2 separate regions of the Arachis hypogaea genome follow, and region 2 is linked to region 1. Evidence: chromatin contacts called from public Hi-C data. All regions are on one chromosome and are shown on one strand. The core of a region is the stretch at or near the end of the contact, and the rest is flanking DNA. Distances in the headings are between cores, read along the strand shown.

Region 1 (4,454 bases), core at 1,159-3,658:
TTTAATTTGTTATGTCAAGTAAGCATTTGTTAATGATCCACTTAGAACTTTGAATTGCTAATAATTATTATTAAGATATAAATATCAAATATAGCAAATAAATATACTCACAAGGGGCCCATTTTTCAAAGCATTCTCCTTTGCAAACTTGCAAGCTTGTTTCACAGCAAGAACATCCATGCCATCAACCTGGAAAAGTTTATAATATTGAAAATTTTCAAACACTGGATTAAAAGAGACTACTATCATACTATGCATATTCAAAATTTAATGTATGCATCCAAGTAAACAAGTAAATAAAATATACACTTAAACAATGGTAACAAATAACTTATATGTTCAAACAAAACAAAACAAAACACAACATAGTGCTACAAATTTAGATACAAAATCATGGAAAGGAATATAGCCCAGGAACACACTGTACATAGCAACATCACTGTATTGATGACTTTAACTAAATTTCAGTAATTTTCTATAATCTACATCCCATACACTGACATGTATCCACCCAACAGAAGTGTTAGAGAACAATAAAGATTATTGATCACTTCCATGAAGCTAACATACCGAAACAAGACCGAACTAAAAATCTAAGCAACAATTCTCAATCTCACCTTCAACCCAGGAACATAATCTCCACGCTTGTAATAAGCAGGGTTTTTAGCAGCCCTCCACTCTGCTGTTCCCATCCCATCTGCGAAAACCAAAGTCAAATAGAATCAAATCAACCCAACCAGTCCAATCCACTGCAAAAAGCACAAAACTTTAAACGTCCCCAAGTCCCCAAACACTCACAATGGTTATTCTCGCAGACCAAGATCGCAGGTAGGTCCCAAAGCGCTGCCATATTAAGCGCCTCAAACAATTGGCCCTGGTTGGCAGCACCATCACCATACAAGGTAAATGTCACATTCTCTTCCTTGGAGTACCTCTGAGCAAACGCCAACCCACATCCAAGCGGAATCTGTTGAAAAAAGAACAAATTTGAGAGCCAAAAAGAAGGTCAAAGACAAACGGAAGAGTGGAAAGTGTTTGATCACAAATTAGTATAATTATCTACTAACTTAACTACTTTTAACTAAATCTTTGGTTTCTATGGTATCCGCCAGTCCAGCAAGCCAAGAACTAAACTATCGCCTATCGGAGCTCATTTAAGGGTTTGCCAATGGGTTGTAGCATGTACAAGGCGGGATATGAACTGACACTTGCTTAAACTGACTAGTAAGCTAACCATTAGACCCTCCAGCTGTACTCTTAACTAAATCTAACAAATAGACTTGGTTAGGCCTACTTCATCTCTTATCAGGGTCAAGGACTTGAAGTGTAAGATTTGATTTATTGGAAATATGCAGTGGCCTTGACCCACTAACAATCATAGGATATGCTTCATAACAAATTAAAATTGAGTGGGCCTAATCCAGCATGGAAAACTTGCTAACAAGTACGACTAACTACTTACTTAATTCCTCAACTAACTCAACGAATTCTTAACTAGATCATAACAAATTTGAACTAACTGTAACTAACTCTTAGTTAACTAAAATGCACCTGAGCTCCGACGATGCCATGGCCACCGAAAAAATTGGTCTGCTTGCGGTAGAAGTGCATGGAGCCGCCCTTGCCCTTGGAGCCGCCGCAGATGCGGCCCATGAGCTCGCCGAAGACCTCGAGGAGCGTGCCTCCGCGGCCAATAAAGGTGCAGTGGTCGCGGTAGGCGGTGATGATGGCGTCTTTCTTGGTGATGGCGGCCTCCATGCCGATGGCCACAGCCTCCTGACCGTCGTAAAGGTGGCAGAAGCCGCGGATGAGCTTGGCCTTGTAGAGTGAGTCGGCGGCGATCTCCATGCGGCGCATGGTGGCCATGTCCCGGAAGAAGGAGAAGAGCTCCGAGGCGGAGGTGTCGACGGCGCGTGGGGGCGCGTCGCATTTATGGGAGATGAATGGAAGAGAGGTTTCGATGGTGAGGGGAACGGTGGAGTCGGAGGAGATAAGGCGGCGGATGGATAAGGCGGTGGAGAGGGGTTTAAGGAGGTTGGATGCATGAGATGATGATGCTATGCGTGACAGAGCCATGATTAGATTCTCTTGTACCGAAGAACAAAGAAAATTGGTTTAATTTTTGTTTTGGTGTGGAGAGTTTTTGGGGTAAGAGTGGAATGTGGAAATGGGGTTGAGGGGTTTTGAAGTGAAGAAGAGAAAAGAGAGAAAAGTTTGGAGGTTAGAGAGAAAGGTGGAAGATCAAGAAGGAGAAGGAAACAGAGGTGAAAAAATATAAAAGGAGAAATTTTTGGAGGGGAATAATCGTGTCCGAGAGTGATTTGTTTTGTGTCTCGTCATGTTACTGCCACATGAACTAAATTAATTAGTGTGTTAAATGTTTAATATTGTTGTATTTGCTTTTCGATGATCTCTAATCTAATATCTCTAAGAAGTAATAAGTAATAACTATATACTAAAATAATTAATTTGTTTAACTAGTATTTGTTTGGTAAAATACTATATGTTTGCCATAGGTCTAAATATTATTGCCTAATTATTAAAAAGGTCAAATAATTAATTTTATATTTATAAATATAAAAATTATAAAAATTTAAATATCTACAATTTATTATGAAAAATAAATATTATGTTGTATCGAACATGATATTCATTAACATTCGTTAGACACACATATTTTTAGTGACCAATTGTATCGTAATAAAAAATAAAAAAATTTCTTCGAATACGTTTGAATATACTTAAATACTATCACGTATGAGCGTGTCTATTCTTATTCTTAAAATAAGTTTAAAAATAATATATATTATTATTTATTAAACTAAAAAATATTTAAATATTTTATATAATTAAAAAATATTAAAATATCGGCTCATTTTTTTATATAGAAATATTTTGGATGTTTTTCTGAAAATAAACCTATTTGGTATAATTGCAGGTGAGTGGATGTTGCAGGTGGAGCAGTTCCAACACATAGGAAACATGTTGAGTTAAACATGTAGGATGCGTGATCTGTAAGGCCCACATCAGTTGGGGAGTAGAATGAAACATGCCTTATAAGGGTGTGGATACCTCTTCCTAGCATGATGTGTTTTGACGAGTGAGTGTTGAGACTTCGGCTAACATCCTTATCGTCAAATAGAATGGTGTACTACAATGGTGAGATTATAAAAAAAGTACTATAATGGTGAGATTATAAAAAAAGTATTGTTGATGTAATAGAGGGTACTACAAATAGAATGGTGTACTACAATGGTGAGATTATAAAAAATACAAATGAGGTGGTGAGTTTTGTGTGTGAAAATTCATTTTCATTTGTGGTTCCATGCATTATGACATTTGCAGAACTACAGTATGGTCTTTGTCAAAATATAGAAAGTAATATTTTAAAGAGGATAAACAATATTCTCTACAGGAATTTTGTTATCGTATTTGGCGGCCTAATATAGTTTGATATTATGCTAATCATTGACGAAACAAGTATTCAACATATGTTTCATATTCACCAGCAGATTCAGGTACAACACCCAAAGATTGAGTTGTATGTTGAGTTTGAACATATAGCTACGGATGAGATTCAACATGACTCAGACGTACAAGATGATAGAGTTGAAGTGTACAAAGAAATGAACAGTGATAACAAAGAAGACTTCGAAACTACCTACAAAGTCAGTTTGAAGCTACCTACGAAGCCGGTGACGAGGAGGAGGATGAGGATGATGATGAAAAAAGTGAGGCAGTTATGCATTGGAATTCTCTGAATATCATGTATGCATTGGATCTTGATATCATGTATGCATGGAATTCTCTGAATATGGGAACATAGGTACGTGAGGAGTGAATAATAATTTATAGAGTAATTACCCAAATTAGTCTCCAAAGATTTTAAAAGCGGACATTTTAGTCGCTAAGAAAAATTAAAACACAGATCAATCTCCAAGGTTTTACTCCGACAAATAAATCAATCCTTAATTCATTTTCCAGCAGAGTAATTACCCAAATCAGTCTTTAAAAATTTAAAAAACGGACATTTTAATCCCAAAAAATTATTATTATTATTATTATTATTATTATTATTATTATTATTATTATTATTATTATTATTATGAATTGCACAATAATACTGTACCATAATTTTTTTGTATTTTTTGGACAGAAGTAATAATAAATTTATTCATTAGATTCTTATGTATGTATTTCTAATATATATATATAGCCACTCAATAATATTCAATAAAATTATTAGAGATTATTCTACAAAAAATTTAAAGTTAAAATATTTGATATTTTTGTATTTAATATAATCAAAAGATGTCGTATTTAAAAAAAAATTGTATTAACAAAAAATGTTTTAATTTGAATTTCAAAGTATCATTATTCACTGCTAGAGAGAGTTTAAAAATAAATAGTGCCTAGAGCTTGATCTCGAATATAAGTATAGTAAATTTTAAATT
Region 2 (4,454 bases), core at 1,225-3,724, 180 kb before region 1:
TAGATTTATGAAAGTTGGTAAAGTAGTTAATTAAATGGATGAGTTAGAAAATTTTTTACTGTGATTATATTTGGAGTTGAGTTAAATGAGTTGTGCATGTGTTTATTTTTGTAATATCTATTTAGTTTAATTTTTATTTTTATCATATGTTACAATTAATTTTAAGATTTTAATTTAATATACCATTAAAAAATATTAAGAATATTTTTAAAAAAAATATATACGTAAAAATAGATATAATATGATTACAGATATAACATAAATAAATATGTTAAATAAAAGGTTAAACTAATATTCTTATCAATATATTTGTTAAGTTTTGTAAATTAGAGAATAAGTATGTATTCAGCTGCTTGATAATCACATAAATAATTAAGTAATTGAGTTACAAATTGATTTTACAGTATTTATCTTATTTTTTTATTTCTAAATAAAAGTGAAAATTAAAAAAAATAAATAGTAATATATCATAAAAAAAATAAAAAAATTTGTATATAAATAAATAATTATTACAAAATAAAATTTCGTTGTAAAATATTAACAACATATGAGTAGCTATTTTTTTATATATTTTTTTAATAACTCCTGCATAGTAACCAACAGTGACTTAATGTAAATAATAATCTCACGTTAATCCTATGAGAAAGAGAATTGATTCATATATATGTGAAGATACAACACTATGTATGTATATTAGTTTCCAACTACTACACCATACAAATAGGCCATTTTAAAAGGGAGTTACTTGATAAAAACGTTTAAAATATATTTTTAAAGATATTTTTTAATAATTAAAATTTAATATATATAATCAATTAAATCGTATTATTTTTATTAAAATTAGATCAGATAAATTAATTTAATTAAAAAGTAGTGAATTAAATTTTGAATCGATTTAAATTAATATTATTTTTCATAAAAAATGACTACAATATACCTATTATAAAAAATAACTAAAATATTTTTATTATATATATTAATTTTAAAAATTCTAAATTTTATTTTTTTCTTTTCTATCGTCATAGGATTAGAATTTACAATCTTCAAAATTAATATATATATATATAATATTAATATTTTAGTTATTTTTTATAATAAAAATATTATAGTTATTTTTATAAAAAATATTAATTTAAATCAGTTTAAAATTTAATTTGTTAATTTTTTAGCTAAACTGATTTATTCGATTTAATTTTAATAAAAATAATACAGTTTAATTAATTATATGTATTAAATAATTAAATTTTAATTTTTAAAAAATATTTTAAAAAATATTTTTAATATCTTTATCCATTTTAAAAAAGTAGATATACTTTCATAAAACTGTCTTTACATAAAAATAACATTACGAATATTTAAATTATTTAATAAAATATATTTAAATTAAATATATTAAATAATTTAACAATTTACAATATTATCTACACTTAATGATGTCTCCACAAGAGCATTTGTCTTTCAAAGTTCAAACAAAACATCTTGGATCCTTACTATATAGGTTGGCGTCAGCATGACCATCAAGTCAACCAAATCCTTCACCACAAATTTCTGTAATGGAACTTCTCCCTTTCTTCTTGTGCCTTTTTAGCTTCTAGAAGCAACTAATCTAACTTTTCATTAATCATTAAAATAATATATGAGACACCATTTTTAGTTTTAACTCGCATATTATTTGCTACTAAATAGTATGCTATGTTAATTAATAATGGAAAAGTATAGGTTACCAACATATTATCTACTAATTTCTGTTAATTTTTATTTATATTTGTGTTTTATGGAAGTGTATTCGTAGATGTGTCTAATAATTAATATATTTTAAATACATTTATAAAGAGACACATCCAGAAAATATATCTATAAAGACACTTCTATTAAACACAGTTATAAAAAAGACATTTTTATTAGACACATCTATGAACACACTTCCATAAAAATACAATTATAAATAAGAGTTGGTAGAAGTTGACAAATATGCTGTTGGCAATGTAGCGGAACCGATTAATAATTTATTTTTCTTTATCTTTTTTTAAATATTCACGGTCTAATTCATTCAACAATATATAAATCAGAATAACTCGCAAGTTAATGTATATAAATAAGATACCTTTAATTATAATTGGTAGTATATTAAGGCAAAGTCAAAGATAGGATAACTGTGCCATGATGATAAATTAATGGCATTTGACTCAAAAAAGAAAAAAAGCTTTTGGATTTGGATCATTATTCTAGTGCCACCTCAAACCCCGCATGCAATATTAACATGTTTGACATAGTCAGTGGAATAGTGCACAAGTGACAAGTCTCTTTCAAATACTACTTAATTCACATATCCTTTTGTAGTTTGACCAAATCCTGCCACAAAAGTACTAAAATACCCCTCAACTACGCCATTTACGCATTTCTAAGATCCAGGGTCATGTTGGTCATTGCATGGTTTAATGAAATTGGAAACTACCAACTAACGACATTTATCAGCTTACTTCTTTTGAAACTTTCACACACTAACAAAACCAATATAACAAGAAAATGGACAAACTTTCAATTATAATCAAGGGAAAGAACAGAAGAAGAAGAAGAAGAAGAAGAAAAAGTGCATTAAAATTTCTTGTCTTAGGATTTAGAAAACCGTGTGATGAATGTAATCTAATCCATGCTTCATTCTCTAATGTTATGGCTCTGAAGAATGCTGTGCTTCTTCTGAGCCTTCTCTTTGTTTCACATATTTTTTTGATACAAACATGTTATTCCCAAACCAATTTTAATCCTCAGAACATTGAAACTTTCTATCCAATTGAAACAGCAGAAGAACCATCATTACCAACAATAAATCCGGAAGAATCACCGCCATCTCCATCACCATCATCAAACAGTAAAGTAGCAAAGGCTGTAGCTGCAACTGCAGCATGCACACTAGCTGTTTGTGGAATTGTGTTCTTCTTAGGTCTAAGGTGCTTCAGAGCAAAGAAGAGAATTGACATAACCAACACTACTACAACAACCATGGCTTCTTCTGCAACACATAGAGATCATAGGAATGTTGTGGTGCCTCTGCCTCAGCCTCAACCTCAACCTCAGGTGAGTGTGTATGAGAGAATGGAAGGTAACATAAAAGGGCTGATTGTTGATGAGAATGGTTTGGATGTTGTATTTTGGAAAAGGCTTCAAGATGGTAAGAACTCAAAAGAGGTATTGGGTAAAAGTCACAAAAACAAAGAAAACGATCACGAAGGATATTATGATCAAAGGACACAACCTGAATCTAATGTTCAAGAAACTCCTTTGCTAAGAGGGTTATCTTCAAATTCTTCACATTTGAATATATTTCCTGTAGAACCATACACTATTATGAAGATTCCACCACCTCATCCTCCTCCTCCAATTAATGGTTTTGATAAACTTGATTTTGTTAGCCATTCACAACCAAAACCACCCTCCATTTCTTCATCATCAACTCCTACACCACTTTCACCTTCCACTCCAAGAATCCAAGATAGAAAAAGTTCAGCACCTACACTGCCGCCACCTCCACCACCTCCGCCACCAATTCCAAAGAGCCAAGCAGTGCCACCACCATGTCCTCCACCAGTACCAGAAAGAAAGAGCCAAGCACCTCCACCACAACCTCCTCCTCTTCCACCAATTACTGGTAGAAAGAGCCAAGCCCCGCCACCGCCGCCTCCACCGATTCCTTCTAGAAAGGGGCCACCAAAGGGAGGAAATCCAAAGTCATCATCAAAACCAACTCCTACCCCTATTGAAGCACCATCATACTCGAGAAAAGGCAAATCTAAAGATGAAGATATGCAAGAAACCAGCAATCGTCAAGTGAAACTGAAGCCTCTGCATTGGGATAAAGTCAATGCTAATCTTGATCACTCCATGGTTTGGGACAAAATTGACCGTGGCTCCTTCAGGTATAATACTAATATTCCTATCACATTCAATTCACTGAAACTAATATGCAAATTTTGATCATTTGAATTTGGCACTTATTGTTTACATATAATTCTTCAGGGTCGATGATGATCTTATGGAAGCTCTCTTTGGCTATGTTGTTAACCACAACACCCCAAAAGCGAATGATTCAGGGAGTCCAAGCAAGGGTTCCTCTGCCTCAGCTCCATCAACAAAGGCATCCACCCTTCTTGACCCAAGAAAATCACAGAACACTGCCATTGTGTTGAAATCTCTTGCAATATCAAGAAAAGAAGTCTTTGATGCACTCCTTGATGGTCATGGCCTCAACACAGATACCATTGAAAAGCTTTCTAGAGTTGCTCCAACAGAAGAAGAGCAATCTCTAATACTCCAATACAGAGGAGATCCTGAAAACCTTCCTGCAGCGGAGTCCTTCCTGTATCATACTCTCAAAGCCGTTCCTTCGGCGTTTAAGCGCTTGAATGCCATGCTGTTCAGGCTGAACTATGATGCCGAGATTGTCGAAATCAAGGAGT

The links. Hi-C and Micro-C count contacts between places; a contact is called where the count stands out from the background.
Region 2: a Hi-C map of leaf shows a contact between it and region 1, with 4 times the contacts expected there. The contact joins the promoter of LOC112801021 here to the promoter of LOC112801018 in region 1. A contact is called at or near these places in 2 of 8 Hi-C or Micro-C datasets (leaf and an unstated tissue).

What each region holds. Positions count from the first base shown.
Region 1 is chr5:26,736,956-26,741,409 of arahy.Tifrunner.gnm2.J5K5, reverse strand. LOC112801018 (pyruvate dehydrogenase E1 component subunit alpha, mitochondrial) reads right to left here and starts at 2,408. Exons shown (of 9, transcript XM_025843515.3): 1 at 1,552-2,408; 2 at 799-967; 3 at 618-697; 4 at 112-189. The coding sequence starts at 2,076.
Region 2 is chr5:26,918,376-26,922,829 of arahy.Tifrunner.gnm2.J5K5, reverse strand. LOC112801021 (formin-like protein 4) reads left to right here and starts at 2,474. Exons shown (of 2, transcript XM_025843519.3): 1 at 2,474-3,914; 2 at 4,015-4,454. The coding sequence starts at 2,527.